Linked DNA regions of Zea mays: region 2 is linked to region 1. The links are chromatin contacts, called in public Hi-C maps. All regions are on one chromosome and are shown on one strand. Each heading gives the region's core, a stretch centred on a gene start, on an enhancer-like site or on the middle of the called end of the contact. The rest is flanking DNA. Distances are from core to core; before and after follow the strand shown.

Region 1 (3,681 bases), core at 364-2,863:
GGAGCTAAAGCATCCAGTTGTGGCCAAAATACAACAAGGTCAATATAGATGCAATTTCTTCAGTCACAGGCAGGCTCACATTGGGCAGACTGAGGTGTTTACTGGGACCAACAGAACTCCTGGAGCTGTTCAAAGGATCACTTGGGTCACCCTTCGACCTGAAAAAGAAAAGCAAAAAAAAAAACTCAAGACAATGGATAAAGCAGTCAAAGCAAATGTGGAAATAGGATTAGCATAAAATTGAATGCAATGCCGACCGAGCTTCATGAAGCCGTATGACTTCATCAATTTACAATGTATCCCATCAGTTTTATGAACAGTGCTACTGTGTCCATAGATGTTTGGTAGTCAGTAAAAGGAAAAAAAATCTCTGAAGAAAATCTCCAAGTCTGATATGTACTGGAAGAAAAGTGCTAATTTAACTGCCAAAACTCAAAAGATGCACAACTACACAAGAGATCAAATTTCACGCTAGCAAGCTCCCCTTGTCATCATCACACAGCAGGCACCGATCTTCTTCTTTTTTTAAAAAAGAGTGGGGAAAAACATCACATGATGAAATCAAGGAACTGTGCATAACATTCACCTTCCAAGTTTCACCCGGCGCCGCGAGAAACCAAACATATTCAGGACTGCGCGGTCTCTCCAGCTGCGTTCAGCTCAGAAATTTGAAGCGAACCGCTGGGCAGGACATGAGCCTATGCCACCTGCAAACAAGTCAAGTCAATGCAATAATCAGTTGGGAAGAAGGTACAGAGGGGTTGGTGGAGAGATGGAATCGTGGCGGAAAATAGGGGACTGATGAGAGAGACCAAGAAGCGCAGACAAATGCAGGGATAGGATTTTCGCCCCCCAAAACGCCACCGCCATCTAGTGGTTGGTTTGGGATTTGGAGGAAGAACAAGAAACCACAAAAGCGGAGGAAAAGCTCAATCATGAGGGCATGTGCTATAATCATCGAGGGGGGGAAATGAAGATCTTGTTTGTGAGGTTAGCGACGCATTCGCGTTGTTTTTGGATTCCAAGAAGCAGCATTCCCAACAAGACAAAATCCCAGGCGTGCAGTAGAAAGAATTCAGAGAAAATGGTGACTCTTTCCCCCCACATTATGTTAGAATAAAACGGTTCCCTAGAAATTCGTTTCCGGGACCATACGGATCGCAGAACCGGCAACCATCAGAAACGCCGAGAGAAACTAGAAAAGAAATCAGGAACGATCCTGCGAGAAAGAAGAGCACTACCTCTTGCAGTCTTGGGCTGGGTTTGCGGTACGGTGCAGGAGCACAGCACTGGGGCAGATGAGCCGCAGCCAGAATCAGCAGCGAAAACGATGGTCGCCACCCTCTTTTTCACCTAATCAGGATTCAGCGCTGCCCCGCGACTGCTCTTGGCTGGCAACGGCGGCGTGGGCCGAGGTGTGTGTGAGAGAAGCACCTGCTCTCCAGCTGTGTGATGTGTCTGTGTGCGTGGGAGGGAGAGAGACAGGACAAAGGGGGAGGGTGGATGGATGCAGAAAGAAGGGTCGCGGAAAGGGTAGTGTGTGTGATCTGCAACTGCAACAGCGGCGGCGGCGGCAGCAGGCTGCCTTTTCGTCCTCTTCGGCTTCGGCCCGGGGATGAGGATGATTCAGCAAGCTTGTCAACCGTAGCTTCTCTCTCCTGCTGTTTACTGATTTACTCCAGTCGTCATCCCATGTGGAATCAATGCATTTGCAACGTTTATCGTTTGTTGATTGCAGTCAATGCCACCAATAAATTATTCTTATAAATATAAATAACATATAAATAGTGACTATGACGAAAAAAGAGTTTGCTTTCAGTCCATTGCAATTTGATCTCCATTTCGGATGCCCTTAACAAGTTCATTCAAAATTGTATTATTTCCCGTGAAATTTCAGCAAACTCCCTGCATTTCCTTATGTATATGTAAGTATATATTGTGGTCCATGTTATTTTGCCTTGTCATCTTCTTGACACTTAGGCATAGGTCCAGGACCTCATACTAATAAGTACAGTTAACGGTCCATTTCTCAGTCATTATAAGCACATTCTGCACAAGATAATCTTGTTTATCTGAAACTTTTTGGGTTCCCCCTGTCAGCGACCGGCCAGCAGCCGCAATCAATCCTCAATACGTACGCTTCTGACGGAAACAATTATACTAATTGTGACTGCCTTTAAGAAATTACTGAATCACCGCTTAGAATATGATTGAATCTTTTTCTCTAAACTTTCGTGCTCACATTTGGGCTTTAAATCTCTAATATGAAATAGGCTAAAGTTTAGAGCTAACTTTAGACCACTTGTTTGGAGTTTTAGCTCTAAAATTTAGATGCGAAATTCAAAGAGACTTATTACTACAATTGTAAAAAATAAATATAATTCTAGATTTGGATTGAATAGACTTATTAATGTTTGAATAAATTTACAAAGAAAATGTTTTTAACATTTATGACTAGCAAATACATATATTATTAAATTCTCTAAATTTTATGATTAATTTAATGATACTTATTATATATGGTATTTACAAATTTGGTCGAAATATAAGATAGTTTGACTATTAAAAAATAAAAATGGTGTTTTCCTTGGACACACAGGAGTGGTATTTATGAAAATGACATCAAGGTCCTCCACTATCGTGTTCTTTCTTTTAAGACGACTGTTATTAATGCTAATTGTTTGGTGAACAAATCATATCTTAATTACTCATCACCTTCAAAGACGTAGGAGTTGAAGAAGTAATGCCCCGTTTGGGAGAGCTCCACTTCCTGATTCTTTAATTTTGCTCCTTAATTCTCCGATGGAGTGATTCCAGTGGATTTCTAGGAGGGAGCATGGTTGGGAGTTGATGAGAATTAATTCTATTCCGATCCCCATCATAATATAACACAGAGCAGGGTGAAGCATGTACCGCCTCTGGTGGCCAGAAGAAAGGGCCGAAGTTGGCCGCCCGATCCCCATCGTTCACCCCGAATCCAATGGTCCGATTTTAATTAACCCGAGCCTAATCCTAATTGTCCGCCCGAGATCTGACGGCCCAGCCAACGTGCCCGCACCCACGTCCCTGGCCCTGGGCTCGGCCTATCAGCCGTCCGAGCCCCGCACCTCGGCCAATGCGAGAATCTCCGACGTCTAACCCCCATCTCCCTTTCTTATCTATGCTCAGTGCAACTGTGCCCGCCCTAGCGTGGTCGATCCCACCCCCTTGGTGGCCGAGCCCTATGAGGCCAACCCCTAGCGCGCGCGGCTCACGTCCCGGCGTGGCCAGCCCTCGTGCCCTAACGTGACCGAGCTGCCTAGCTTGGTCCCGGCGATGCCCCTTAGCCCTGGTCGTTCGTCTACCCTCGCCATACCTCGCTCTGTCGTTTGTCGTCTCGCGGATGTCGAACCGCTCACGTATAGCAGCCACGAACCATGCTCTTGTAGCCCGCCCTCGTTTTTCGTGTACGCGCAGCATGCCATCGGAACTCCGATGACGTCTGTCTATCCCTAGATGTCCCCATCTACCCCCTTGTGTGCACTGTTCTACGCGTGCCACTCATGTCGTTTCCATGTGTCGCGTGCGTTGTTGCACGCTAGTGGTTCGCTTCGCCTAGAATCGTTTGTGCCCGCTCTGAGTGGCGTATGTAAACAATGATTATTCACGTGATCAATTAGTCGGAACTACATGCTAAATCTA
Region 2 (3,681 bases), core at 386-2,885, 340 kb after region 1:
GTTTGCTCGCTCCTGAGTATCCGCTCATGGCCGAACTACTTGCCTTTGGGTTTGACCCATTCGCTCCAACACTACTTCATCCAGCACAACCACGTCATCAATGTCGACGTCTCATCCCCACCTACTTTGTTTATTCTGACAATCATGTGCTATGTTGACACCTTCTACCTCGTCGTTCTACGCACCACAATCATCGTCGAGACCTTCTCTGTTGGTCCCTCAGACGTTGATGCATGGTTGGGGCACTCTACCTTGTACATTCGGTATTGGCAACACCGGTGCGTGCTTTCGTCCCTGACGCGTTGCTAGGTCTGGCAAACCCAGCCCACACCTTAGTCTATGCGGCTTAACTGCATCGACTTCGGTATCGACCCTCCCGTTCCCGCCATGTATGCCTCAATTGCATCTCCGTCTTTCATCTACAATGGCCCTAATTGTGTCTACCTCAACATCACCCTCCCCCTCCACGACAACTGCCTTGATGTGTCTTCGTCATCACCATGGTGCCTCTTGTGTGCTTGCAGCTCCACCAACATAGCAACTTGTACATTGACCTCAGCTATCTTCAACACGGCTTCTTCGATTAAAGCAATGTGCCCTTAAGCTCGGCTACCTCGACATCGACACAAAGGGCTATCATCTACATGAGCTCATTATTGGTTTCTACTTCAGTCACACCATCTGCATTGCAATGTCGCTACGGCTCGGGGAGATGTTAGCCCTTGACTCCTCTTCAGTCTAACCGTCTACGATGTTCCCGCTACGACTGGGGGAGGATATTAGAGTATGTTTGTTAGTTTACATATTATGTATCATAGACTGTCATATGTATCTGTACCGTAGGTTGCCTTATCTCTCAAGTCATGTATTCTATATAAACATCCTAACTCAATCCAATACAATCATCCAATTACACGAATTCTATTCTCCTTCACACTTTATTGCACGAACACTTCTCACATGCTATATAAACACTACGCTGCAAGGTTCCTGAGTAGAAAAGCTCTCTAAGTTAGCCTGTCCTACTACGAAAAAGAGACACAACCTGAAAAAAAAAAGAAACAGGCTCACCGTAGCCTCGTTGTGGCAGTGGCGGCAGGGGAACACCTGGTTGCAGCACGGTGCCACGATCTTGCACCTCCGCCGGTAATGCTCGCACCTGCGGCAACGAGCAAATTTCTGACGTGAGCAGATTAAGCATAGCGGAACTAGGCCATCTTGGATCGGGAAACCGGAGGAGGAGAACGAAATCGAGCAAAATCGACAGCCAACAATGGGAACGGATGAACCAGTCACATAGCGCAGATCGATTCGGCACCGGGAAGAAGGAATCGAGATTCCGTCCGAAGAAAAGGAGCACAAAGGGGGAGGCACAGGAGAAGAACGTAATCAAGGATTCAAGGCGCGCCTCGCTCACCCGTGCTTCATCTTGCCCACGTCACGGCGGTCCACCTCTCCGTCGCGGGCCGCGTCTACTTCCGCGACGTCGTTGTCGCCGGGGAATTGCGCTCCCCCCATCCCCGGCGGCGGCGGCGACGGCGGAGAGGAGGGTGGCAGAGATGTAAATAACGAGGGCGATAAGGGGCGTCCAGATATAAAATGTTATTGGTCCATCCCGGAAGAGTAGCGACGTCATGGGACATGGAGGCGTGGAGGCCCACCGCTTTGATTGCTAACTGTGCCCTTCTTCCAATGCCATTGCAGCAGAGAAATTAGTTTCCTCAAGAAATGCATTACATAAAAAATTATACTGTCTCTGTACTAAAATAGTACTGGTCGTTTTAGCTTTTGCTTTTTATGTGTACATTTAAATAAATAAAGATAAAACTAGATACATATATAAAACATATATATCAAATATTGTATGAACATTTTAACATATACATCAATAAAGTTTGAAATATGGATAAAATAGAGTAGCTGTTGGAGAATCCTTAGATCTGTTGCACATTTTACTTATAATACTTTTTATTTATCAAATCTTTAACAAAGAAGGGAAGGAGATAATAGGATAAGTAGATGAGATGCACAACGGCATGGGTCGCACGCACATCACCGGCCTAGCCGTCATCGTCACATCTTTTAGCTTTTTCCTCTAGCTGCGGCCTAGCCGTCATCGTCACATCTCTTTCAAGCTTTTTCTCAAGCTGTTGTTCTTTGTACTCCATTTGATACTTTGCTTGCACTCTCTTTTCTACTCAATTTTATTTTAATCTAGATTGGATAGAATTAGATAGAGAAAAAATATTGTTAGTTCTGCCAATGATGTCTCCATGGATGAATTTATAAATATCAGCTCTTCGATTTTTAAAAAGTGTGTACAATCACATTATTAGCTATTCAGGTTGGACATGATCATATTTTTGACTATTCAGGTTGGACACACTCAATCTACAACATACGGGTATCGACTAAGACATCTATAATGAATGTCTTAAGTTATATTTTCGCTGTGTTTAAGAGGCTAAATATAAAAAAAATTAAGACACGTCTCTTGGCTCTATGCTTAAGGTACAAAACGTAGTTGATTGGTGCATTGATTTTAAGACACGGGTTTTAGACGCATCCATTGTATCACATTTCGTGTGTTTGGTTCCTATAGAAGTCGAGCCAGATCGGAATGAGCCTATCTGATATCGTTAGAACTTGGATGAATTCATGTAAGCGTTTTTGTTTGGTTGCTTGTACAGACTTGTTCTGTCTAGACACAGATTTTGTTTGTTTGGTTGTACTAAAACATGTATTAGAGAAGGGTGCATAACAAATCTTCAAATATTATATAGCATTAGTGGTATAGTTTTGTTTATAAAAATCTCAATAACACAATAATGAAAATCGGTTTGATGATTAAATATTTAATTAGAAGATATAATAAAAAAACTACCTAATAAAGCATCTTGTTTTACGTGCATGTGCTTCTGTCATCATGCGCCGCGCCTGCACGCACGGGGACGCGCGGCCAAAGAATCTTACGAGAGCCTGGCTGAGACTGTCTGCAACGTCAGCCTCTAGCCCTCCCCTCCCCCATTATTGTTCATCTGCTAGGGGCTACAGTCGCCCCCTTCCTCCCGCAACGCATTTCCCTACGCGATCCTCTACGCCACGTTCCCCTTCTCTCTCACGCCAGATGAGGCGGTTCCCTATTCATCCCCCCTCCGTCGCTTCTCGCGGATGCCAACGCCCACGCCCTAGGGAAAAAATTTCCTGGTCGGCTCTGCTGCGGTTGGACGCATCCATGGAGGTCGGGCGAGCGCGGGCGACACAGCGTCGGATCTACCGGAAGAAGGTCGACTCGGATCTGGTGGAGCTCATCAGCGAGTAGGTGCAAGTGCACGACGACGAGCCGGTGACGAAGCAATCATGTGTACGGAGGCGGAGCATTGAAAGGGAATTAGGCTTACACCTAGTTTCTAAATAATTTTGGTGGTTGAATTGCCCAACACAAATAATTGGACTAACTAGTTTGCTCTAGTATATAAGTTATACAGGTGTAAAAGGTTCACACTTAGCCAATAAAAAGATCAAGTTATGGATTCAACAAAGGAGCAAAAAGGCAACCGAAGGCACCTCTGGTCTGGGGGCACCGGACTGTCCGGTGTACACCGGACAGTGTCCGGTGCACCAGAGGACTCCAACTCAAACTTGCCACCTTCGGGAATTTCCAGAGGCGCTCCGCTATAA

What was found. A called contact is a pair of places that touch in the nucleus more often than the background predicts.
Region 2: a Hi-C map of bundle sheath shows a contact between it and region 1, with 2.2 times the contacts expected there. The contact joins the promoter of LOC100282790 here to the promoter of LOC100279856 in region 1. A contact is called at or near these places in 5 of 25 Hi-C or Micro-C datasets (bundle sheath, ear, endosperm and 2 more).

Annotation. Positions count from the first base shown.
Region 1 is chr10:25,311,416-25,315,096 of Zm-B73-REFERENCE-NAM-5.0, forward strand. It overlaps LOC100279856, which reads right to left and starts at 1,614. Exons shown (of 17, transcript NM_001152809.1): 1 at 1,242-1,614; 2 at 587-707; 3 at 80-158. The coding sequence starts at 624.
Region 2 is chr10:25,653,376-25,657,056 of Zm-B73-REFERENCE-NAM-5.0, forward strand. It overlaps LOC100282790 (RING finger and CHY zinc finger domain-containing protein 1), which reads right to left and starts at 1,636. Exons shown (of 12, transcript NM_001155696.2): 1 at 1,418-1,636; 2 at 1,072-1,159. The coding sequence starts at 1,518.